3 separate regions of the Sus scrofa genome follow, and regions 1 and 2 are each linked to region 3. Evidence: chromatin contacts called from public Hi-C data. All regions are on one chromosome and are shown on one strand. Each heading gives the region's core, a stretch centred on a gene start, on an enhancer-like site or on the middle of the called end of the contact. The rest is flanking DNA. Distances are from core to core; before and after follow the strand shown. Region 1 holds the start of WDR74 (WD repeat domain 74). Region 2 holds the start of TTC9C (tetratricopeptide repeat protein 9C). Region 3 holds the start of TMEM179B (transmembrane protein 179B).

Region 1 (2,995 bases), core at 244-2,743, 55 kb after region 3:
AAGTATATTTCCCATGAAGCCCAAACAAGTCTCTCTCCAGCATCTGCACAAACCAAATCTATGCCCTTTCTCATATCTGCCCACCCTCCCCACCTTGGATCAGGCTCTGGGCTATGGTAACAATCTCCAACTGCTGTCTCTCCAACCCATCCTCCATAATCCTGCAGGGCTCACAGCTCTGACCACCACACTTCCTACTCAAAAACCATAACTCCCCACCACATACAGAAGTGCAAATCTCTCAGCCTGGCACTTAAAACCCTTTTTTTTTACCTTTAATCCCAACCTACCTTGCCCATCTCATATTAAAATGCTTCTCGGCTTCAATCCCCAAACGCTATTTATTTCTCTTTCCCATGATGTATCCTGTAGCCTGACACCAGTCCTTACCTCTGCTCGGGCAGTAGCCTCTTTCTAGAGTGCCCTTACCCGCTTCTCCATCTGTCAAAGTTCTACCCATCATTCCAGACCCAGTTCAAAGATCTCACCCCACAGCGCCTTCTAGATCTCACTTGTCAGAATTAACATCACCAAAACTACACAGCCTGTTCATAGCCCGTCCATCTTCCGAAGAAAGCTAAGCCTGTAACTTATCACTTTCCTATCCTTTACTGTGGGAGCTTTACCGATTTGGTGGTTGGTAGCCCCCATCTAAAAACACACTCTAGGTGATATAAGACACAAATGAGAACATACTCTAAACTATTAAATGACTTGCTCAGGGTCACCTAAAAAGTCATGGACCCAAAAGAACAACCCTTGAGGATGCAGACTCTAGGAAGGCAGGTACTGTGTCCAGTTTACCTGCAGCCCTTGAATTTCGTCCAATGCCTGTAATCCAGTAGGTATTCAATAAATGCTTATTATAGAAATGAAGGAACGAAGGCAGGACAAATGTCCCTGTCACACAGATCAGGCTCCTGTCACCTAAGACTTGATCCCCATTGATCGACCGTCGTGCGGGAGCTTCAACTATCTGCCTATACCTGAGCATACGGCAAGGGTCTCGGTCTTACCCGTCAACCTGGGCGAGGCCTCGGAAGGTGCCCTCGCCTCCGGGGCAGTGCCTCTGGCCCTGGAACCTGCCCTCCTCGGTGCTGAAGAGCTTCACTGTCCTATCGGCACAGCCGACTAGGATCTGCAGGCAGAGAGAGCAGGGCAGGATGGCAAGAGGAGCGAGGCTGCCACGCCTCAGCATCCCCCCTGCTCCAGCACAGTTAGAGGTCGCTCACCTGGGTCTCGCCGCCCGCGCCCCAGCACAGGGCGCTCACCGCCTCCTCGCGCTGCGGCTGTCCCGCCGCCGTGTAGTTTACCGCTTGTTTGCGCTGAAGGTTCACCCCTGCGGTCCGGGGACGTCAGTTACGCCGGGGTCGCGAACGCATGACCCCCGCGGTTCCAGACGCCCAGGCCCATCACTCACCTTTCAGGATGCCGGTGTCGGTGCCGACCCACACATGATTCCACCGCGCCTCGGCAGCCGCCATAACGGAGATCCGGATCCGGCTCGCACTTCCGGCGCAGCATTTGCGTCACCAGCACGCGGCAGGTCGGATCCGGATAAAGGCCATTTCTGGGAGCGTAGAGAGCAGGAAATGTAAAAATTCCCCCACTGCGCCAGCTGGTTTTGCTTTTAAGAAATGAAATCTAGGAGTTCCCGTCGTGGCTCAGCGGTTAACGAATCCGACTAGGAACCCTGAGGTTGGCGGTTTGATCCCTGGCCTTGCTCAGTGGGGTAAAGATGTGGCGTTGCCGTGAGCTGTCGCAGAGGCGGCTCGGACCCCACCTTGCTGAGGCTGTGGCGTAGGCCAGCGCCTGTAGCTCCGATTGGACCCCTAGCCTGGGAACCTCCATATGCCGCGGGTGCAGCCCTAAAAAGCAAAACAAGAAAGAAAACATATATCAGGAATGATTCAAGTCGCTCATATGAGGCACATCAACCTTGAGTATAAAAAGGACGAATTCTGGGAAAATAAAACCGACTTTTTTTTTTTTTTTTTTCCCCAGATCCCATGTGGGATCTGAGGCAAGCCTGCGACGTACGCCACAGCGCAGGGCAACCCAGATCCTTAATCCACTGAGCGAGGCCAGGGATCGAACCTGCGTCCTCAGGGGTGCTAGTCAGATTCGTTTCTGCTGAACCAGGACGGAGAACTCCAAAAGTGACAATCTTTTTTTTTTTTTTTTTTGTCTTTTCTAGGGCCGCACACGCGGAATATGGAGGTTCCCAGGATAGGGGTCTAAAAGGAGCTGTAGCCGCCGGCCTACACCACAGCCACAGCAACTCGGGATCCGAGCCTCGTCTGCGACCTATACCATAGGTCACGGCAACGCCTGATCGTTAGCCACGACGGGAATTCCCAAAACTAACAATCTTTAAGCAGAACTCTGTTTTGGAAAGTGGAGGTAAGGGCTTAGTTTTTATTTCCTCACATTGAGGTTTGGGGATGGTAAAAAATTAGTACCAACTGAGAGTAAAAATCTGCAAATCTAACAGAAAAAAAAATCTTTCTCCCAAGGGATAAGCTGCAACTTTAAAATGTCATAACGTCCCCCTTTCTTGAATGACTGAGACATTTTCTCTGAAATCAGAGACTCTCAACTATTAGAGGAGTTCCCATCATGGCTCAGTGGTTAACGAATCCGACTAGGAACCATGAGGTTGCGGGTTCGATCCCTGGCCTTGCTCTGTGGGTTAACGATCTGGCATTGCCCTGAGCTGTGGTATAGGTCGCAGAGACGGCTGGGATCCGGCATTGCTTTGGCTGCGGTGTAGGCCGGCGGTTACAGCTCCGATTGGACCCCTAGCCTGGGAACCTCCATATGCCGTGGGTGCGGTCCTAGAAAGACAAAAAAAATAAAGTGCTGTTTAAAATTATATCGGGAGCTTCCTAGTGGCCTGGCGGTTAAGGCTTGTTACCGCTGTGGCGCGGATTCAGTACCTGCCTTGGGAAATTCTTCATGTGTGGTGCGGCCAAAAATTGAAAAAAAAATCTTA
Region 2 (2,917 bases), core at 57-2,556, 48 kb before region 3:
AATTCCTCGGCGCACACTCGGTTTAGAAAAGATAACCAGCGCCGCGGGAGGCTGCTCCACAGGTAGCTCGTAAACAGTTCGCATGCAAAACCTCTTACTTGCATCCACTACCACCAAGCAACCAAGTCAGGCAGGAACCTCCCTCCTGCAGAGAGAGGAGCCCCAAGAGGTAGCCAAGCCCCCCAGAAAGGTGGGCTGAGAGAATGAAAGCCACCTCCCCGGGGGAGTCCCACCAAAAGGCGATGGGAATTGGACCCCGCTGTGCCAGGCTTGGTGCTGGGTCAGGGGCGCACCCGGCAGGTTGGAGCCGGGCTCCGCTGCCAGCTCCTCACCCTGTTCCTCCGCGGCCTTGTCAGCCGGCGCCTCGGATCCCGGCGTCTCGTCCCCGCTCCGCTCCTCCGGTTCCTCTTCCTCCCCCTTGACGGTGCCCTGCTCTTCGCCACCATTTACCCCACCTGACCCGGCCGTGGCCTCCTCCGCTGGTTTCTCGGAAGCATCGGACTCGGCCACGGCCTCTGTGGCTGCGGCCTCCGGGGGCTCCGGCGGCGGCTGCGCGGCCTCGTCCGAGGCCTGGGCAGGGGGTGGCTCTTCGTCCTCGTCCTCAAGCAGCGCCTCCTCGTCCTCCTCCTCCTCCTCTTCGTCCTCCTCCTCGTCCCCGCCCGGGCCGCCGCCCGACGCGGCCACAGGCCGAGGCTCCGCCTTGCAGGCCCCACCGGGCCCGGCCCCGCCACCGCCGGCCTCGTCCTCAAGCATCTCGGCGTCAAGCGCCTCCTGCAGCCGCTGCGCCAGATCCACCTTGAGGCCGCGCGAGTCCAGGCCCCGCCGCTGCAGCTCCGACCGCAGCTCGGTCACTTTCAGCCGCTTCACCTCCATCGCCGCCGCCGCCTCCTCCGCCTCCCGCCGCCTCCTCCCCTGCGAACCGTCGACCGAGCCCGACCGCGCAGGCGCCGCCGCCGCCCGCCTCCGCCTCACGCGCCAGCACTGAGCCCGCGCGGGCGAGCGCACGCACGTACGCACGCAGGCAGCGAGGACCTCGCGCAGCCTCCGCTATGTAGTGTTTGTTTCTTCCGTCTGCTCCCTCCCCTTTACAGCCCTCGGAGCCCAAAACAACGCAGCAGGAAGCTGCTTCCTTTCCAGCCCCCTCGGTTCCCCTCCGGCGGGTGGGCGCGCGCGGAGAACCACAGACTTCCCTTCTCCTTTACCTCCCGCCCCCTCTCACCCCTGAGCCAATCGCCGCCGGTGTCTTCACAGCGCAGCCTCACCGGAGCCGGAGTCGGGAAAGGTTGGCTTTGGCTCAAGTGCTTCGTAGCACTCAGGCGTGTGCCCACCGGTCTCTCCGTACTTTGAGCCCCGGGCTCCGCGCAGTGGGTGGGAGCTCCCTCGCCACATGGCCCTCACACCCTGTCGCCACCCTTACTCGCGTCTGACCCGATCACACTGTCGTCGTAGTGCTTGTTCTTTAGTCTGTGTCCTACTGTCTATATGTGCAGCCACTTCTTGAGACAAAGGAAGAAAAGGCAGAAGGGAAGCAGGGAAGCTCTTGCAACGTGAACTCCTACTAGCAATTATGTTTCTGGTTAGTCAACGCAAGGGCTCTCCAAAACCGAGGAATACAGTAACCTCGGGCCCTCGTCTTATTTCAACTCTTAAACTTCTACCTAGCAACAGACACCCTCGCCTCGCTTTATTGGCCAACTTGAATCGTCATCTGCAATTCTGATTGGTCATCCGTGATCGTTCAGCTTTTTTTTCAATTGGCGAAGCTGACGGGAGATTTCCCCCCACACACACCCTCGGGTTGGTCGGCCAGGGAGGCTGGGGAGGCGGAGTCGTTTATGCAGGATTACTTTTCCGAGGCTGCTCCTGATTGGACGGCATGGCGCAACGCGCGCGACCTTTACACACAAACTATCCGGAGACCAGACCCTGTCCTCTCCGTGCTCCGGGATCGTAAACCGAAGCTCAGGGCGTGGGGGGGCAGGAGAGACTTTGGGCTCGGCCATTTGTAAGGAGCGAGAGGCTGGCCGCGGGACCTGGGGCACTTGCAGCTGAGCGGCGCTGCGGCCGCGTCACCGTTGGCTTGTGGTTACGGTGCACTGACCGCATTCACCTTGGTTCCCCAACTCTTGGCCCAGAGGCCAACAGCTGCTGGTGCAAACAAAGAGCTGGGAGGGAGGCAAGCCCCCTAGACCTCTTTTAGGAGTTGTCCCCGCCCACTCCCTTCCACTTCCAGGTCGGGGGGCGGTTGTTCAAAGGAAAGGAGGAAGTAAATTCCGCCGGCGTTCCCACGCTGGCCACAATTCCTTAGTATGGCTTTCGCTAATTCATGCAATCACTTCGTCCCGGAATCACCTCTTTAGGAAATCAATTTATCTGTGGCTTTACTATTTCCACATCCTCTCCCTGTCCTTCATTTCTAGAGATTGAAAAATACCTGCAGAGAAGAGAGGAAGAGGCTGCAGTAGAATCAAGCAAACCTCATTCCCTGAGAGGCCTCCGGGAGAAGGATAGTTTCCTGCTTCTTCAAGTCGGCTACCAAAATCGGTTATTTCGCGCCTATCCCCACAGCTTCGGAATTGCTTCCCCATTCCGCAAGAGCACGGGGTGACAAAGTTATGGAGAAGCGCCTGCAGGAGGCCCAGCTATACAAGGAGAAGGGGAACCAATGTTACCGGGAAGGGAAATACCGGGATGCTGTGAGTGGATACCATCGAGCTCTGCTTCAGCTGCGGGGTCTGGATCCAAGTATGCCCTCCCCGATTCCTAATCTAGGACCTCAAGGCCCGGCCCTCACACCTGAACAAGAAAACGTACTGCATACTACCCAGACAGACTGCTACAACAACCTGGCTGGTAAGAGCAGGGCGGAAGGGTGGGTAGAGTGTCAAAGCAGCCGCATGAAAATCTGAGAACGTTG
Region 3 (3,345 bases), core at 788-3,287:
TTTCTCTGTTAGCAGCAGGCATTACTTACACCCTCTTAGCCCTTGGCTCGTATGTCACTGACAGTGAGGTCACTTCACATTGTCTGTCTGTCCTTGTACCAGATCTTATTCCTAGGGCTTAACTAAGGCTTGGGCATTCAGGAGGTTCGAAGTAAATTTTGGTTGAATATGCCAAATGGGGAATTTAGAAGGATTGAGCCCTGCTCAGTACCAGAGATAAAAGTAGGTCTTTGGAGTTCCTGTCATGGCACAGCAGATACTAATCCAACTAGGAACCGTGAGGTTACGGGTTCGATCCCTGGCCTCACTCAGTGGGTTAAGAATCTGGTGTTGCCGTGAGTCGTGTGGGTCGAAGACGTGGCTGGGATCTCGGATTGCTGTGGCTGTGGTATAGGCTGGTGGCTGCAGCTCTGATTAGACTCCTAGTCTGGGAACCTCCATGTGTCGTGGGGTGTGGCCCTAAAAAGCCAAAAAAAAAAAAAAAAGTAGGTCTTTTAGGACTTCCCATGTAGCTCAGCAGGTTAAATATCCAGTGTTGTCACTGCAGTGGCTGAGGTTGCTGCTGTGGCGAGGGTTCAATTCCTGGCTCTGGGAACTTCAGCATGCCATGAGTGTGGCAGAAAAAAAGAAAAAGGTAGATCTTTCAGGGGAAATGGCTCTTAAGAGGCAAAAAATAAAAACGAGGCCCTCACCACATTCTTTTCTCCCTTCCAGGCTGTAGAGCGAGTCCTGTACCCTCACCTTTCCACTTACTGGACAAATCTGCAGGCTGTGCTAGATGATTATTCGGTATCTAATGCCCAGGTTAAAGCAGATGGGCACAAAGTCTATGGAGCCATTCTGGTGAGTGCCAGTCCCTTCCAGCCTCTCCCTGCATAAGCTCAGCAGTTCTGCTGGCTTTTTTGTAATACTTGATTACTTGATGGGCCCAGGTTCATCCTAGTCTCTCTGGGTTTTTGTTTTTGTTTTTGTTTTTTTTTTTTTTTTTTTTTGGTTTTTTTTTTAGGGTCGCACCTTTGGCATATGGAAGTTCCCAGGCTAGGGGCTGCAGCTTCCAGCCTATGCCACAGCCACAGCAATGCTGGATCCGAGTGGCATCTGTGACCAAAATCCTTAACCCACCGAGCGAGGCCAAGGATCAAATCGAAATCCTCGTAGTTACTAGTCTGGTTTGTAACGCGCTGAGCCACAACGGTCTCACCTGCTCTTACAGGTGGCAGTGGAGCGACTGCTGAAGATGAAGGCCCAGGCAGCAGAACCCAACAAGGGTGGGCCAGGCACCAGGGGGTGCCGGCGCTCGGACGACCTGCCCTGGGACAGTCTTCTCCTGCAGGAGTCTCCTTCCGGGGGCAGCGCAGAGCCAGGCTTTGGGTCTGGTCTCCCACTGCCGCCTGGAGGCGCGGGGCCGGAGGATCCTTCCCCTTCGGTGACCCTGGCGGACATCTACCGGGAGCTCTATGCCTTCTTCGGTGACAGCTTGGCCACCCGCTTTGGCACGGGTCAGGCCGCGCCCACGGCCCCGCGGCCACCCGGAGACAAGAAGGAGCCGGCGGCAGCCCCGGACTCGGTGCGTAAGATGCCGCAGCTGACGGCCAATGCCATGGTTAGCCCGCAGGGCGACGAGAGCCCCCGGGGTAGCGGCCCCGCATCAGCCTCTGCCCCTGCCGCCGCTGAGAGCAGGCCGCTGCCGCGCGTGCACCGGGCGCGGGGAGCGCCCCGACAGCAGGGCCCGGGGACCGGCCCCGGGACGTCTTCCAGAAGAGCCGTTTCGCCCCGCGTGGCGCTCCTCACTTCCGTTTCATCATCGCTGGGCGGCAGGCCGGGAGGCGATGCCGCGGGCGCCTCTTCCAGACCGCCTTCCCCGCGCCCTATGGGCCCAGCCCGGCCTCCCGCTACGTGCAGAAGCTGCCCATGATCGGCCGCACCAGCCGCCCTGCCCGCCGGTGGGCGCTCTCGGACTACTCCTTGTACCTGCCGCTTTGAGGCGGCGCTCGACCTCCCCTCTGTGAATAAATCCCGCGCCCGGAAGTGACGTCTCCGCGCTCGTGGGTCGCGCCGGATGAGACGGGGTTTGGGCAGTTGGCTCTTTAGGCGGCGCTTCCTGGGGGCGAGGGCGCCATGGCGCTGCTCTGGTTGCAGCGCTTCGAGCTTCTGCTCTTTGCTGCTACTTTCCTGTGCGGAGCCGTGGCGGCCGTGGCGCTGACCCGGACCCAGGTGCGGCTGTGGGACGGGGCCGGCCGTCGGGTCGGGTAAGCGGGGGGCCGGTCGAGCCTAACACGGAGAGACAGCTGCTGTCCGGGCAGCGGCGTTCTGGCGCGCTGCTTCCCGGAGCCAGTGGGCCGGGTGAGGTCGGGCGGCGGCGGCGGCGGCGGCGGCGATGATGTATCGGTGCTAGTCGCGCTCTGTGGCCCAGTCCGCCCAGGTCATGCTTCGGAGGCATTCCTTCGCCCGTGGAACGAGTCCTCAGGCGTGTCTAACAGGATCAGATATAGCCCGGCCTGGTGGCTGCCTCTGCATTACTTCAGCCTAGCTATGAAACAAGGGGGCCCAGGCCCCCTTTTAATGAGACAGTATTGTGCTGAGCTACGCCAAGAAATAAAGCACAGTATAGCAGAGATGATCAAACTGCCAAATGGCTGCAACACCCCTTGTTAAATGACAAAATAGTAGCAGAAGCCAATCAGTAGTTTACGTTGAGTCTTTACCCCAGTCCGGCAATCGTGTTACCAAACACTCGTTTAAACCCTACGAGTAGGCGCTATTACGCCTATTTTGCAGGTTGGAAAACACTGGAGATAGTTGAAGGTTACACAAGTCTGGTTCTACTCCAGGATTTCCGTACGAGGAGAGACTGGAACTTCTGAAGCATTTCTGAAACTCAACTGTATTTTATAGCCACTGCATATTTCCTGATCCTTCTGGCTACTGCAGGTTTGATTTCCCTAGCCGACTCTTTAATCTCCTGGCCCAGAAACTGATAGGGCATAAATAACTTCCTAGGAAGGCCCTGGGCTAGGATATTTCCAACACCTGCCAGAAGCCTGCATTCAGAGGCATTAGCCTAAAAGCTAGGACTCAGCAGCTTCTTTCCACAGGGCTCCTTCAGGGGCAGCTGTCCCCTGTATGGTGTGGCCACCCTGAATGACTCCTCCTTGGCCCTGTCCCGACCCTCGGCCCCATCCCTCTGCTACTTTGTGGCTGGGGCTTCTGGCCTACTGGCCCTCTACTGTCTCCTGCTTCTGCTCTTCTGGGTCTACTGCAGCTGCATCGAGAACTCCCAAAGGTGACTGCCCACTCTGAAGGCGGGGGCTGAGGTGGGAAGAGTCCCACCTCAACCACAAGGCT

What was found. Hi-C and Micro-C count contacts between places; a contact is called where the count stands out from the background.
Region 1: a Hi-C map of liver shows a contact between it and region 3, with 6 times the contacts expected there. The contact joins the promoter of WDR74 here to the promoter of TMEM179B in region 3. A contact is called at or near these places in 2 of 5 promoter capture datasets (both in liver), 12 of 47 Hi-C or Micro-C datasets (alveolar macrophages, epiblast stem cells, fetal heart ventricle and 6 more) and 2 of 2 datasets of contacts at active chromatin or transcription factors (alveolar macrophages and skeletal muscle).
Region 2: a Hi-C map of liver shows a contact between it and region 3, with 2.3 times the contacts expected there. The contact joins the promoter of TTC9C here to the promoter of TMEM179B in region 3. A contact is called at or near these places in 2 of 5 promoter capture datasets (fetal liver and liver), 11 of 47 Hi-C or Micro-C datasets (alveolar macrophages, embryonic fibroblasts, epiblast stem cells and 5 more) and 2 of 2 datasets of contacts at active chromatin or transcription factors (alveolar macrophages and skeletal muscle).

The regions. Positions count from the first base shown.
Region 1 is chr2:8,930,028-8,933,022 of Sscrofa11.1, reverse strand. WDR74 (WD repeat domain 74) reads right to left here and starts at 1,493. Exons shown (of 11, transcript NM_001243395.1): 1 at 1,421-1,493; 2 at 1,233-1,339; 3 at 1,017-1,138. The coding sequence starts at 1,484.
Region 2 is chr2:9,032,947-9,035,863 of Sscrofa11.1, reverse strand. TTC9C (tetratricopeptide repeat protein 9C) reads left to right here and starts at 1,306. Exons shown (of 4, transcript XM_005660786.3): 1 at 1,306-1,576; 2 at 2,421-2,853. The coding sequence starts at 2,616. It overlaps HNRNPUL2 (heterogeneous nuclear ribonucleoprotein U-like protein 2), which reads right to left and starts at 1,195. Exons shown (of 15, transcript XM_005660783.3): 1 at 333-1,195. The coding sequence starts at 873.
Region 3 is chr2:8,984,798-8,988,142 of Sscrofa11.1, reverse strand. It overlaps TMEM179B (transmembrane protein 179B), which reads left to right and starts at 2,037. Exons shown (of 5, transcript XM_013994201.1): 1 at 2,037-2,214; 2 at 3,096-3,283. The coding sequence starts at 2,119. TAF6L (TAF6-like RNA polymerase II p300/CBP-associated factor-associated factor 65 kDa subunit 6L) reads left to right here. Exons shown (of 17, transcript XM_021082913.1): 11 at 715-843; 12 at 1,214-1,739; 13 at 1,742-2,214; 14 at 2,779-3,283. The coding sequence ends at 1,983.